2 separate regions of the Sus scrofa genome follow, and region 1 is linked to region 2. Evidence: chromatin contacts called from public Hi-C data. All regions are on one chromosome and are shown on one strand. The core of a region is the stretch at or near the end of the contact, and the rest is flanking DNA. Distances in the headings are between cores, read along the strand shown. Region 1 has its middle 460 kb from the start of PLXDC2. Region 2 has its middle 450 kb from the start of C10H10orf113.

Region 1 (3,306 bases), core at 581-3,080, 120 kb after region 2:
TCACACATTGTAGAAAATTTAGAAAAAGGAAGAGAAATTGGAAGAATCAAAAGACACATAGTCCTCCACCAACAAATGGGACCTCTTTTTATTTTGCTATATTTTGTTCCAATCATTTTTGCTGTGGACAGTTTTAACTAGATCATTTCTAAGTGAAATATTTTTTATGCTCTTCTGATCAAAGGCTGGATTTCAGTAAAGACATGCCAGTGTCACTAAGTTAGGTCTCTTTCAGACTCACAGTGGTTATTTAGCATCTTTGACTTCGGGCATTTCCAAGTTCCCCAAATCTGGGCTGTTCTATCAAGGGGTTGGATTGCTTAAAGCATGATGCCAACAAACATTTGCTGTCTTAATAATGTGTATCTAAACCTCAGCTATTTAGCTGCAAAATTAAGAGGCAAGTGGCAGCAAATTGAATTGTGCAGTGTTAGTCTCAGTCCTGCTAAAAAGAGAATAATAAATTTCAGTTGACAACAGCAGAGGTACCTTATTTGGATTTGTTTTTCTGGGTATCTTCCACTTGGGATTTACAAAATCTACAAAGCTCTGAAAAAGCTGCAATTTCCTGTCTATTAAGCCCCAAATGGAAAAATAACAAATACAATGAAAAACAGCAACCTAGTTGACAGACGAATATATATTAATCCCATCACCATGGTTGAGAGATGGAAAATTATTATTGAATAAGACTCTTTCACCAGACCAAATATTTCCTAATGCTCCCAAATACATATCTGGCACTGCTTCAGGTTTACACATCTGCTTCTGTCTTTGAACTCTGATATTAATCTGAAGGTGGCATGCAGCTGCATGGTTCTAAGATAATTAGTTCTTTCCATTATATATTACGACTGATAGGGCAGACCTCAAAAACATTCAGAACTTGGATTTGCATAAACTCAGAGCAGTTAAAAGACTTTTCCAAAATTCACATCAATCTTCTGGGGAAAAAAAAAAACAAAAACTTGTACAGTTTCCCAGGGCCTTCTGGAATATTTTACATTTCACCTCTCTCTGAATTTTTCTTTTCTTTTCTTTTTTTTTTTTTTTTTTTTTTTGAGCCATTTTCTCTGCCTTTTTATACTTAATTGCTGTCAGGACTTTACGATCCTTCTTGGAATATTTCAGAGACAGCCAACCTGAAGGAGGTGGTATCTACCCTGAGAGGTACAGTAGCCAAGCTTTGGGTTAGCTTTTTATATAAAACATGGAGGATTTTATGTTGGCTGCATTTTCTCCAGAGCGTCAGGAATCTGGAAACATCCAAATAAAAGTGGTTTTATGGTTACCTCCCCACAAAAGAGTTACCCCACATCCCCAAGAATGCTGATGAAACCGTGCATGTGATGTATTGTAATTTCCTTCCACAGCCGGAAATCATCCATAGACAGGGTTCCAAGGCCTCTTAAAGAGCAAAGATCTTAGGAGTTCCCATTATGGCTCAGTGGTTAACGAATCCAACTAGGAACTATGAGATGGCAGGTTCGATCCCTGGCCTTGCTCAGTGGGTTGAGGATCCGGCGTTGCCATGAGCTGTGGTGTACGTTGCAGATGCGGCTCAGATCCCATTGCTGTGGCTCTGGCGTAGGCCGGCGGCTACAGCTCTGATTCAACCCCTAGCCTGAGAGCCTCCATATGCCACAGGAGCTGCCCAAGAAATGGTAAAAAAAGACAAAAAAAAAAAAAAAAAAGGCAAAAATCTTAGATGGTCTTGTTTTATGTCTGATGATTTGTGTTCATTGAAAGAGAGGAGGCCAGGAAGGAGGTGGGTGAAGTCTTGGCATCTCAAGTGGACAGGAGCTGGACCGAGGTAGTAAGACATCCTAGGGTGGAAGAATATTTTAAGCAAATTGCAGTGTTCACTTCCAATAAATGCAAGCCAGCTTGTACTTGTCCTGAAACACCACGCAGGTGGCCATGGCTTACAAAACTCACTTTCATGAACAGTGTTTGAAAAGGAAATTTCTACTTGTCAACAGCATTCTCACTTGATTTATGCTTAGTGAAAAGATATATCATATCTTGGTTCTTCATTTTCCCAGAAGACTGTCCTTCTTTAAAACAAGTGGGTGAAATGGCAAAACATCAGATTCTTGTGTACAGGGACAGTTTGCCGGCACGCTGTTGGTTTTGTGCTGCTTTTTCTCTTCCCTGCATATTGTTTCTATTACGAATATATTCTGTTCAGCCTCTAAGAGTCGTGGCTGTCACATTTTTGGGCTTTTAAGATTTTTTTTTTCCCCTAAAAATTCACATTACTTAAATATTTCCTTACTTGTATAAAAACAAAGTTCAGAGTCTGGCCAAAACCCTGCTGGTAATTTTGACCCAGTAGGAAAGTATGTTGTTATTTGTTTTAGAATGTGGTCCATTCACAGTCAGTTGAGCTGGCAGGAAGCCCGAGGAGGAAAAACATGCATGTCCTGTGAGCACTTTTTCTTTCTTTCTTCCCTGACTTCCATAAACACCGCAGGGGCCTGAGTTTCGTCCCGTCCTTCTGACCACTCTCCCTCGGTCTACACCATGAACTGCTCCACTGTCTAAACTTGGATTTCTCAGCCATTAGCCCTGAGTCTTCTCCTCTTCTTGCTCTACACTGTCTTTGGGGGAACAGTGTTCATTTTCATAGTTTCCAGATTTACCCGCCAAACTCAAAGCTCTCTTCGGGGGTCTAGAGTCATATCCAAGTGTCTATTTGAATTTTTTTTAATTGAAGTATAGTTGATTTACAATATTGTGTTAGCTTCAGGTGTACAGCAAAGTGATCCAGGTCTATATTGTATATAGGTATATATCTGTATTTTCCGATGTTATTTTCCATTACAGATTATTACAAGATAGTGAAGGCAGCAAATCTTTGGTTTTTAGCTATTTTATATAAAGTGGTATTCATCTGTTAATCCCACACTCCCAATCTAACCCTTCCTCATCCCCCTTCCCCTTTGGTAGGCATAAGGGCAGTCTGTTTCAGTTTTGGAAATAAGTTCATTTGTACTATTTTTAGATTCTATGTATAAGTGATATCATATGATATTTGTCTTTGGCCTGCCTTCGCTTATTATAATCTCTAGGTCCGTCCATGTCACTGCCTCTATTTGAAATATTAACTGACCTCTCGCAATTTCAGCATGCAGAACTGAACTTTCGTCTTCAAACCTGCTCCTCCTTCATGCTTCCTCATCTGTGGTAGGTTAAAAATGCCTCCAATTGATTTGACACTAATCCCATCTTTGTAAACTCCCCTTCAATCTGGGGAACCTTGATCAGAGAGATGTTGTACAGTTTCTGGATCCAGACTTTAAG
Region 2 (2,940 bases), core at 152-2,651:
ATGTCACCATGAATGAGTTCAGTGCTTTTCTGGATACCAGGAGATGTAAGGATGGGGCTTATAAAAATCTTCTCTTGAAACTAACTATCTGAAGACCTGTTCTGCTAATTTTCCCGGAGCGCAGAGTACCTCACTCCTGACTCCACCCTGAACTCTTTCTGGGATGTTGGGGGTAGGCAGCTGCAGTGGCTCATGATTCAGTCCTTGTGGAGGCAGATGGCAAGTGTCAGTCTCCAGTTCACAATACTTTTGTGTGTTTTCAGCATATTTTCATTTTAGCTTGAAGAACTCTTTTCAGCATTTCTTGCCTGAAGGTCTAGCGATGATGAACCCCCATGACTTTTTTTTTTCCTTTGTCTAGGAAAGGCTTTGTTTCTCCTTCAAATGTGAAGGATAACCTCGCCAGAAAACATATTCTTGGCTGCCATTTTTTTCTTTCGGCACTTTGAATATGTCATTTCACTCTCTCCTGGCGTGTAGGGTTTCTGTTGAGAAATCTACTGATAGCTTAGGAGTTCTTTTGTAAATCACCACTTTTTTTCCCCTCTGGCTCCTTTAGTGTTCTCTCTTTTTTTTTTTTATCATCTCATTATAATGTCTTGGAGAAGGTCTTTTTACATGGAGATAATAAGGTGATTTATTAACATGAAGTTGTATGTCCAGGTCTATCTCCATGTTTTGGAAATTCTCACCTGTTATTCCTTCAAATAAACTTTCTGCTCCCCCCAATTTTCTCTTCTTCTGGAGTCTTAATTATTTTAATATTTGTGACTTTGATGGGAGCCCACAGATCATGTATACTTTCTTTGCTTTTTTCCGTTCTTTTTCTTTGTTTTTCCTTGACTGGGTAATTTTAGAATCCTGTCCTCTGGGTTACTTATTCTGTCTTCCATTTGAGTTGCTCTGCTTTAGATACACTCTCTATTGGATTTTTTATTCTCATTCATTGAATTTTTCAGCTCTAACATTTCCTGATTTTATTAAATTGTTTTTCTGAATTTTTCTGTAGTTCATTGAATTTCCTCAACACAGCTATTTTGAGTTTTTTTTACCAGCTAGATCACAAAATTTTGTGCCTTTGAGCTCATTTATTGGAAGATTATTGTTATCTTTTGGTGTTGACATGTTCGATTGAGGTTTCTTATTCTTTGTAATTTTTCATTGCTGCTTTGACCTTTGAAGTAGCAGACACCTCCTCAGATCTTTACTAGTTACCTTCAGCTGGGGTATACTGTTTGTTGGTTCTGTTATATCTGAGGTTTTCTCCGACCTTGTATGGGTACACCGGCTCTATATTTCTTGGAATAATTCTTAAGCTTCTCTGTCTTTGGTTCTTAACAACGCAGCAGGCTGGCTGCTGGAAACCTTTCTTTTGTTTCCCAGAAGGTGGCGCTAAAGCTCAAGTTTGTGGTTTTTCCCTTGTCCACAAATTTTCTGCTAACGCTCTATTTACCCGATTGACTTAGTGCTGTAGTCCTGATTATTCACAAGGAGTTGGCCGCAGGGTGGGGGGAAGGTATGTGTTTGGCACTTGCGGCTTTGTGGATACCTGTGGTCCTGGTGGGGAGATCGTTGGGTGAGGGTCTCCTGGAGCTCATGGGTAAGCTTCTTGCGGACATGCCCATCGAAGTCCGCATGAACCACATCGCTTTAAAGCCCTTTATGTTTCTATCTCCCCCTTTCCTGATTTCCTTCTACCCCCCGGTATGGAGATCCCACTTCAGTACTCTGGGGGCTGTTGGAGAGAAAAGGGGTAGCAGCTCACCTATCCCTCTCCTCTTTCCCCAAGGGAGGGGTAATCTCGGAATAGTTCAGCCCTGCTCTGATTCATCGTGGGGGAGGGGTGGCACTGGCCAAGTTCTTCTTACTCTCTCCGCTACATCCAAACTCACGTACAGATACATTATATCATATATATATTAATATGTGTGTATATATATATATTTTTCTTTCCTTCCTTCTTTCTTTCTTTGTTTCCTTCCTTCTTTCTTTCTTTCTTTCTTTCTTTCTTTCTTTCTTCCTTCCTTTCTTTCTTTCTTTTCTTTTTTTCTCTTCTTTCTTTCTTTCTTTCTCTCCAGTGGCATGCTGGAATCTCCCTTCAGGGAAGCTGGACTTCCATAATTTCTCTTCCATAATTTCTCTTCCATAATTTCTCTTTCCGTGGGTATCTGCTCAAATCAGTGCTTTTCAGGTTTTCCCTGCCCATGGCTGAGAGGGCTTGGGGCTGGTTCTCTGGCTCCATTGGTTCTGCAGCCTGCCCCAAGGTGCGTCTGCTTATTCCTGACAGCACAGTGGTGAGACTGGTCCTGGGCTTTTCAGCTTATGGTGCCGGATCCCACACCTCCCACAGAGGCACTTTTGTTGGTGGATGCCTAATTAGCTACTTCAAAAGGGAGACAAAAAAAAGAGGACGTCTTATGCCGCCATGATGCTGACGTCGCTTCTCTGGAGTGGTTTCATTCCTTAGAAACAATTCCGTAATTAAATTGTGTTTATTGAAAGGAGGCATCGAAATACGTGCCTTAAAATAGACTTCTGGACCTTGGAAAGATTCCCTTCGTCTTGCTAATTTTGGGGACGTCAACAGCTCTTTGAAACCTGTGTTAAAGCCCAGTCAAATGTATAAATATACAGCAATATAAAATGTTTTAGGTGATTTCAAGGGGCTCATGCATCTCCTGAATTCCACCTGTGGATCCTCCAAGGGCCCACAAACTCCACGTTAAGAAAGTTTGCACTGTATTTTGTGCTTTTTAAGGGGAAAAAAAGTACATATATATTGTCGTTGGACCTGAAACAGGAAGAACATATAGATGATCTGGACGTTCAGATTCCATCAGTAAAACATTTGGGGGGCCAGTGTCCCCTATAAATACATATTTATTTAAAGTTCACATTTCCTCCCCCGTCAGTTTGTGTAATCAATATCAGAAAAGCATA

The links. Hi-C and Micro-C count contacts between places; a contact is called where the count stands out from the background.
Region 1: a Hi-C map of adipocytes shows a contact between it and region 2, with 2.7 times the contacts expected there. The contact joins two enhancer-like sites. A contact is called at or near these places in 4 of 47 Hi-C or Micro-C datasets (adipocytes, embryonic fibroblasts and fibroblasts).

What each region holds. Positions count from the first base shown.
Region 1 is chr10:54,212,356-54,215,661 of Sscrofa11.1, forward strand. No RefSeq gene overlaps it. Among named protein-coding and RNA genes, the nearest start is that of PLXDC2, 460 kb to the right of the region's middle. Within about 2 kb of position 1,831, at least 11 of the 83 cell types and tissues checked have an H3K27ac peak or open chromatin away from gene starts, as enhancers often do.
Region 2 is chr10:54,094,985-54,097,924 of Sscrofa11.1, forward strand. No RefSeq gene overlaps it. Among named protein-coding and RNA genes, the nearest start is that of C10H10orf113, 450 kb to the left of the region's middle. Within about 2 kb of position 1,402, at least 1 of the 83 cell types and tissues checked has an H3K27ac peak or open chromatin away from gene starts, as enhancers often do.